Linked DNA regions of Zea mays: region 1 is linked to region 2. A link is a contact called in public Hi-C data. All regions are on one chromosome and are shown on one strand. Each heading gives the region's core, a stretch centred on a gene start, on an enhancer-like site or on the middle of the called end of the contact. The rest is flanking DNA. Distances are from core to core; before and after follow the strand shown.

Evidence for each region. A called contact is a pair of places that touch in the nucleus more often than the background predicts.
Region 1: a contact with region 2 is called in a Hi-C map of leaf, with 7 times the contacts expected there. The contact joins the promoter of LOC100272994 here to the promoter of LOC101202700 in region 2. A contact is called at or near these places in 2 of 25 Hi-C or Micro-C datasets (bundle sheath and leaf).

Annotation. Positions count from the first base shown.
Region 1 is chr8:137,380,415-137,383,987 of Zm-B73-REFERENCE-NAM-5.0, reverse strand. LOC100272994 reads right to left here and starts at 1,337. Exons shown (of 2, transcript NM_001147445.1): 1 at 1,027-1,337; 2 at 1-606. The coding sequence starts at 1,080.
Region 2 is chr8:137,053,568-137,057,469 of Zm-B73-REFERENCE-NAM-5.0, reverse strand. It overlaps LOC101202700, which reads left to right and starts at 1,820. Exons shown (of 3, transcript NM_001294319.2): 1 at 1,820-2,168; 2 at 2,269-2,326. The coding sequence starts at 1,894. LOC100280873 (protein transport protein Sec61 beta subunit) reads right to left here and starts at 715. Exons shown (of 1, transcript NM_001153793.1): 1 at 1-715. The coding sequence starts at 573. The coding sequence ends at 250.

The DNA of each region.
Region 1 (3,573 bases), core at 88-2,587, 330 kb before region 2:
CGATATCCCGGAGAAGCCGGAGGAGCCGAGGCTCATGGCGTCGAAGTCGGCGAGGCGGAAAAGCGGCGGCAGCATGGACAGCCCACCGCCGCTGCCGCCGCCAGGCAGCGGGGTGGTCGTCGCCGTGGTCGTCGCGGTGCAGGCGGCGGCTGACGACGCGGGAGCCTGCTGCAGCGCGGCGGTGGTGGCGGCGATCCCGGTCCCGGCACCGGCACCGGCCGGCTGCTGCTTGGGCTTGGCGCGCTTGGCGTGGCGGCGGTAGCCGCCGCCCACGGGCACGTTGCGGAGCGCGCCGCCTCGCGTCCAGTAGCGGCGGCATGCCCGGCAGAAGTGGCGCGGCTGAGAGAGGGAGTAGTTGTTGAAGTAGCAGAACTTGGTGTTGGCGGAGTCGCAGCGCGGGCACTTGAGCCCCGGCTCCGGCAGCGGGATCCTCGCGAGGCGCGCGCGCTCCGCCATGGGCATGGGCTTCGCGGGGCCTCCAATAACCTGCCCGCCGCCACCGTCACCGCCTCCATCGGGAAGCGCTCCCCCCATGATTGACGGCTGGAGAAGCTCATGACTGGCGTCGCCGGCGCCGCCGGCCGCAACCTGGTGCTGCTGGTGGTGCTACAAGATCGAACCAAAAGATGCGGGGAATAAATGAATAAAGCATCGATCGAGGAGCGAGGAAGCAGGAAGATATGATGCACGGAAGCTGCTCAACTAGCTAGCAAAGCAAGCCCTAGATAGGTGCGTACTCGTATAGATTATTATTCTCTTCTTTTGAGATAGCTAGCATGTATGAATGAGTCATCAGTTGCAAACAGATACCAATATATATATATCGCGCACGCAGCAAGCTAGCTAGCTGCTGCGACTTTCTCCGACGACGCGTCCGCCTTTTTGATTATATTCGTGCCACTGCCCACTAGCGAGCTCGTTGATGAAAAGAGAGTGAATAAAATCTTGGACGCGGGGAAAGAAAGAAGAGAGCGGCGGAAGCTGCGTGCAGAATCGATCGCAGGCCGGGGAGGATCAGAAGATTACCTGGTTATCGTTCCAGCTCGAGGAATCGTGGAGGAAGGCAGGGGGGAAGATCATGGTGATGCTGGTTCTAGGGTTTGCCACCCCTCTCTCTCTCTGTCTGTCTGTGAGTGTGTGTCGATCAGGTCGTCTCAGCTCGCGCTGCCGTGTGTGCTTTGCCTTGCGGCCGGCCTGCGGATGGATGGTGGATGGTGCTGGGAGCGTCTGCTGGGACTCTGGGACGGGGAGATAGTGGAGGCCGCGATGGCGATGGCGACCGGAATCAGCTAGCGAAGCCGAGGCGAGGGGGGCGGGCGAGGGAGGGAAAAGAGAAGGGAGGGGGAAGCTGAGACCGACGGAGACTGGCAGGTCGGATGATATCAGCGAGCTGAGAGCCTGAGACTGAGAGAGAGAAAAGGTGGGCCTGCGCCATTCTGTCTCTGTGTAGCCTTATTTTTTTTGTGCTTTCCCCCACACTCTTTTTCCGTGGTGCTCATCACCGACCCCGACCCATCATGCACTCTGGTTAATTAGCGGCTAATTGTCAAGATGTATACGTCTTTGGTACACATGATACACATATTATTAAGAATTTAGCGTCTTTTCATATTTCTCTATATATGTTGCAAAAGAACCTTATCTACCATATCTATATGATTCTGCGTGCACAGGTGCAGCGCGTAGTTTTTTTTACCATGCATGTCTTGCTACTATTCTGTCTGTCTATCCATCTATCTAAACGGAGAGTGAAATAGCCAAGCTACCAATTATTTTAACCAGCTGATGAACATTACACAAAACAAGCCACATGAACATTATTCATTTTTTGCGTAGTTTTAAACTTGCTGATGATTAGTTTGTACGGCCAGGATGCCCCTTGCCTGCCGGGTGCCCCCACGCGAGCAGTAAAAAGCGTAGAGCGCGGTTGGCGTGAGCAAGAAGCTTCATCCACAGTCCCAATTTCATAATTGCCCCAACATCACTGCTAAGCCTATCTCTAGCAGATTCTCTATCATATTCCTCATTTTATCCTCTATTTTTAAATTTGACTCTATAAACAATGTTATCTACAGGTCCGTATCCCCCTATTTTACATGGTCCACCAAAGATAATCTAATAGCCTACTATACATGTGGATGTACTCGGTGTACTTTACACAAGTGGCTACTTCACATGCACATGCCCAAGTGCATAAGGCTGTCTACAATAGATCGTATAAAATAGGAGATTTACACTGTAGATTGCACTATTTGTAGACTAGAGTTTTAAATAGGGGATTGGATAGGATAGCTGTCGGAGACAGCCTAAACACCAGATAACAAGGATGCATATAAGTTTAAAAATTACTCATTGCAACTAGTTTTGCATTTTTATGGATGCAGATGCACCTCCTAAAATGAATATAGCTTCGCCCCTGCCTGCCTGCCTGCAGATATGTAACACCCTATCCACTATCGGACTGACGGTACTTACTCCTGGTAGCTCTCTAGGATTATATATTGTCCCCACAGACCAGCATGTGTCTTTTGTGCGCACTTTGTACTCACTCATGCGCACCCAAGAAAACTTCCCGATCGGTTACTCATCCCAAATTGCTCCAAGCCAAGCACGCTTAACTTGAAGGTTCTTTTGAGTTAGGCTTAATAAGATGCATCTTGTTGGTATGAGTATACTATTAATTCTATTAAGCCTTGGACCAGGATATCACCATTCAACGGGACCATGATATCACAATTCACCCCCCCTTAGAAGACCGACGTCCTCGTCGGTCAACCCCAAGCTAGGAACCTCCCCTCTTGGCCATGTCTGTGTGTCTAGTGTCGTCATATGCCATGCCATGTGACCACTCTGGGCCCACATACGCCATATACCCAAAACCCTAACCCACACACGCCCGTGAAACCACGAGGGCCGGCTCTGGTACCACTTGTAACACCCCGTCCACTTCTGGACCGATGGTACTTACTCTAGACAGCTCTCTAGGATCATATATTGTCCCCACAGACTAGCACAAATCTTTTGTGCGCACTTTGTCCTCACTCATGCGCACCCGAGAAAACTTCTCAATCGGTCACCCATCCCAAATTGCTCCAAGGCCAAGCACACTTAACTTGAAGGTTCTTTCAAGTCAGGCTTCTGAAAAATAAGATGCACCTTGTTGGTATGAGTACACTACTAATTCTATTAAGCCTTGGACCTAGTTATCACCATCCACCGGGGCCATGATATCACAAGATACCTACTTTATTTTTAGTTATGTCCAAAAACATGTCGTACAGAAGATTTTGTGCTAAAAACCTACAAAGCAATGATACTGATACCAAATGCTTATTGTGCCAAAACACACACACACATACACATGTTCATAGTCTTCTCCTAAAGACTCATTTACATTTGATACTTATTGCACCCGTATAAACCACACATGCCAAGAGTAAAAACTACACACAACACCCTACACTAATGTATTAATACATAAACAATATATACATCTAACACCCTTTTCAAACTCATGGTGGGTCGACAACACTGATTGCACTAATGCTATTAGGGGAGAGGGGAGTCAACATA
Region 2 (3,902 bases), core at 571-3,070:
CTAGTCATAGTTATTCCAGTAATAATTCTCAAAGCAAGGGAAGAAAATAACAGAAAGGGCGCATTAAGTTGACCAGTACTAGGGTTTCCATCTGCAGATCGAAAGTAAGGACCAACCAAAAGCTAGGCAACACAACAAGCTGCGCGTCTCGCCATACACAAATTCATCACCCAAAAACCAAAACCTTCACCGTCTGATCTGTCTGTCTGATCCGATGTGTGGGAGCAAGAGCGGTCGGATCGGATCGGATCACGCGGAGGCCGCGGCCGTCCGGGAGCGGTAGAGCTTGCCGAAGATGTGGAGGGCGGTGACGAAGCCGATGAAGCAGAGGGACATGACGAGCACCATGGTAGGCGAGAGCCGGAGCCCCGGCGCCTCGTCGGTGTAGAAGCGGAGCATGTTGCTCCCGCCGCCCCCCGAGAATCCGCCACCCCCGCCGGACGCGGTGGCGCGGCGGCGGCGCATCCCGGCGGCCGCCGCGGCCGTGCCGCGCGGCCCCACGGTGGCCGGGCGCGCGCCGGCGCCGGCGCCAGCGCCAACGGAGGACTGCGACTGCGAGGAGGAGCGGGCCATGGCTGGCGGGCGGCGTACGTAGGGATCTGCGGCACGAGGCGGAGGATGAGTGGAGAACTCGCTCGTATGCTCGGGATCGGCGGCGCTTATGCTCCTCCCGCTGCTTCGTCGTCGTCGTCGCCTAGACGGGAGGAGATAAGCTCGGTGGTGGGGTCGGGGGATGGGCAGGTTATTACTGCGTGCCGTGCGACTGCTATTCGTTGGGCTGGCTGTATCCAACCCGTACGTACATACTATCGGCCTACGTACTCGTGATAATTGCTAAAGATCGCAAAACGGAGCCCACGAGACCCACCAGCCCATTTCATTTTATCGTTTGGACCTCGAAACCAAAGGGAGAACGTCGAGATGGCATTTGGCATTTTATCGTTTAAACTATTATGCTCCTTGGGTTAAGTGATTTTTTTTAAAAAGATCTAAGAGCGGATTTGCAAATATATAACAGTTCTATAATAAGAGGAGGGGTTGTTCCAAACCGGCCATCTCTTCCACTCAGTAGTTCTCTAGATTTTCATCCGCTTAGAACTAGTTAGTGTGCTTCACTTCTAAAGAGAAGTAAACAACTCTATCGTATTTGTCACACCTGTAAAAATGAACGGTATTGGAAGGAAGCGAGATCTTGTTGACAGTATACAAAGGCCCTCTTTGACACAACTTCTATAAATTTTTTTCATAGGTTTAAGCAAAAGATAGACCAAACAGGACATTTTTGAAGCAGTTATCAGTTTAGCTGTTTATCAGAATGTACTAAAAGCAGACAATAAATAGAAACTGTTTTTTACAACTTCTATAACCAAAATATGTTCCATGAAATTCGTGCTCAAGGCTTTATAAAAGGCTCGATTAGAGTTGGGGGTTTGTTTGGTTCAGCTTTTTTCTGAGAAGCTTTTCTAAGAATCTGATTGTGAGGAGAATCTGACTGTAAAGAGAATCTAAGTATCATGGTGATTACATGTAAAAGAAGATAAAATATTTCATAGGATTTATGATATCGAAAGTGATGGTTTTTACTATCGCAACGACTCAGCTTATTATATGTTCATGTTGATTTTAGACAATTTTGACCAAAATAATTCTTATATAAGCAGACTGAAAAGAAAAAAAGCTAGACATTTACTAGTCTGCAGCAGCTTCTGGTGTCTAGAAGCTGGAAAAAAAAGCTGCGGACCTGGTCTCTCCCTCGCCCACTTATGTGCCATTAAAGCCCAATACATGAGCTACAATGTGGCCCAGCCTCAGAAGGCCCAATAGGTGGTCACTCTACTACCCGAAGCCGCGGGCTGAACCCTAACTGACCCAGAGCGATCGGAGCTGACGACGATGGCCGGGAAGGCGGCGGCCGCGACGGCGGCGAGGTGGGCGGAGGGGTACCCGTGGAAGGAGAAGCTGGCAAAGTACAAGGGTGAGCTCGGGAAGGGGGTGTGGGGATACTGGGAGCTCGGCGCGTGGAAGCCGCTCGGCATCAGCGCTCGCAAGCGCGCCCGCCTCCGCAAGGAGGTGCTCCTCGCCGGCGAGGACTGGAGCTACGATCCTCCCCGCGGGGAGATGCGTACCAAGCGCAAGGGCCACAAGTGCGACCGCATCTCCGCCGAGAAGTAAGCGCGCGCATCTCTTGCGCCCCTCCACTCCATTTGTGTGCTTAGTTTGCTCACTGGGTCAACTGATTGACGCCTCGTTTTCATTTCCGTCTCTCAGGCGAGCAAATACTGTTGAGCTGATGAAGAAGATGCCCCAGATGCTGCTCGACTACAAGGTTTGCGTCTGCGTCATCTTAGTTTGTCTTATGTTACCCGTTGTAGGACGTTTACATTGCAATCCAGTGTGCTTCGTTTCCGTTTCTCAGGTCAGCAAATACATCTTGGGCTGCTGTTAGAGATTCTTGTGTGGAAGTGAAACCATGCCAATTTGAAGCCGTGATGGCTTAGATGTATTGTTGTAGCTGGTATTTTGGATTGCTCAGGATCTAGCAAACTTCATGATAATTAACATGAGTTTTTTTGGTTGAAGACTAGTTATCCTTACATAATAGCCTCCCACATTAAGTTTTTATTGTGCTGACACTATTTAGGCTCTGTTTGAATGCACTAGAGCTAATGGTTAGCTGCTAAAATTACTTGGAGACACCTAAACAGCCCAGCTAATAGTTCAACTATTAGTTCGAGTCATCCAAACACCCCAACTAATAGTTCAGCTAACTATTAGTTGCACCCTCAACTACCCATTAGTTATATCCAGTTTAATCCAGCTAATAGTTAGCCGGCTATTTATTAGCCAGCTAATTTCACTAGCATTTTTTCAGACAGCTAACTATTAGCTCTAGTGCATTCAAATAGGACCTTAGTCTATAGTGCAGTAATCTCTCAGTGATTTTTCTCAAACTTCAACCTTCACAGTACCGAAATCTAAATTTCATTTCGGTTCCTTTTATCATGGTAGATAACAGAAAAGGAGTAAACACTCACAGTCATTCTGTTCTATTCTGACTCTAATTGAGAACCTGTTAAGGTCCTTTTCGGCTTATATCGGGGTAATGAGGCCTATCGGGCCTATTCTTGTATAAGCAACATCATAATCTACATAAGAATATTATTCCTTTGTAATGTTCTAGTTCAGTGGCTTGTATATATTGAGATCATGCTGAGCCTAGTTGGCTTATCTTTTGTATAATGTCGAAACTAATGGTTTGCTTATCTGCTTGATCGATGCTAAACATAGTCATATTTTGAATCTTGATCACTGATCTAGACAAGCCACAGGCCTTGGGCACAGTTGTTTTAGCTTTGTTGCAGCAAGCCAGAAGGCTATCTTGGTATTTCCCCTGGAAAATTCCTTCAACTGCTATATTTTGGCTGGAATGCTAGCTTATGCTGGATTGCAGGTAGAGGTGTATTTGGGCAACAATTAGATTTGGGATTATCATCACGGCATTAGCATTAGCATAATTTAGTTATCATGTATTGTACACCAAATATATTTGGGATCTAGATTGGACCAAATATATTTTGGGACCTAGATTTAAGTCTAATCTTTATTATAAAGAGGCTTGTGTTGGTGGGCTGGTTCAGTGATATCATAATTTAACAACAGATAAGCATTTGCAAGGATCATATGTATAATCTTATTCTGCATCGAGCTACTTGTTTCAATCGGATCAACAGCTAACATATCATTATGAAATCAGTGAAACCAAAGTCTTACTGCTGCACCTGTAATTGTGCCCTAGCAGTCCTTATAATCCTAACACCTACAATCAACTTTCTAGTTCAAAGCATTCAAATGAATGTTCTTTGTGAGTCAAACACAAGGCTGAGATGAAACACTGTAGTATT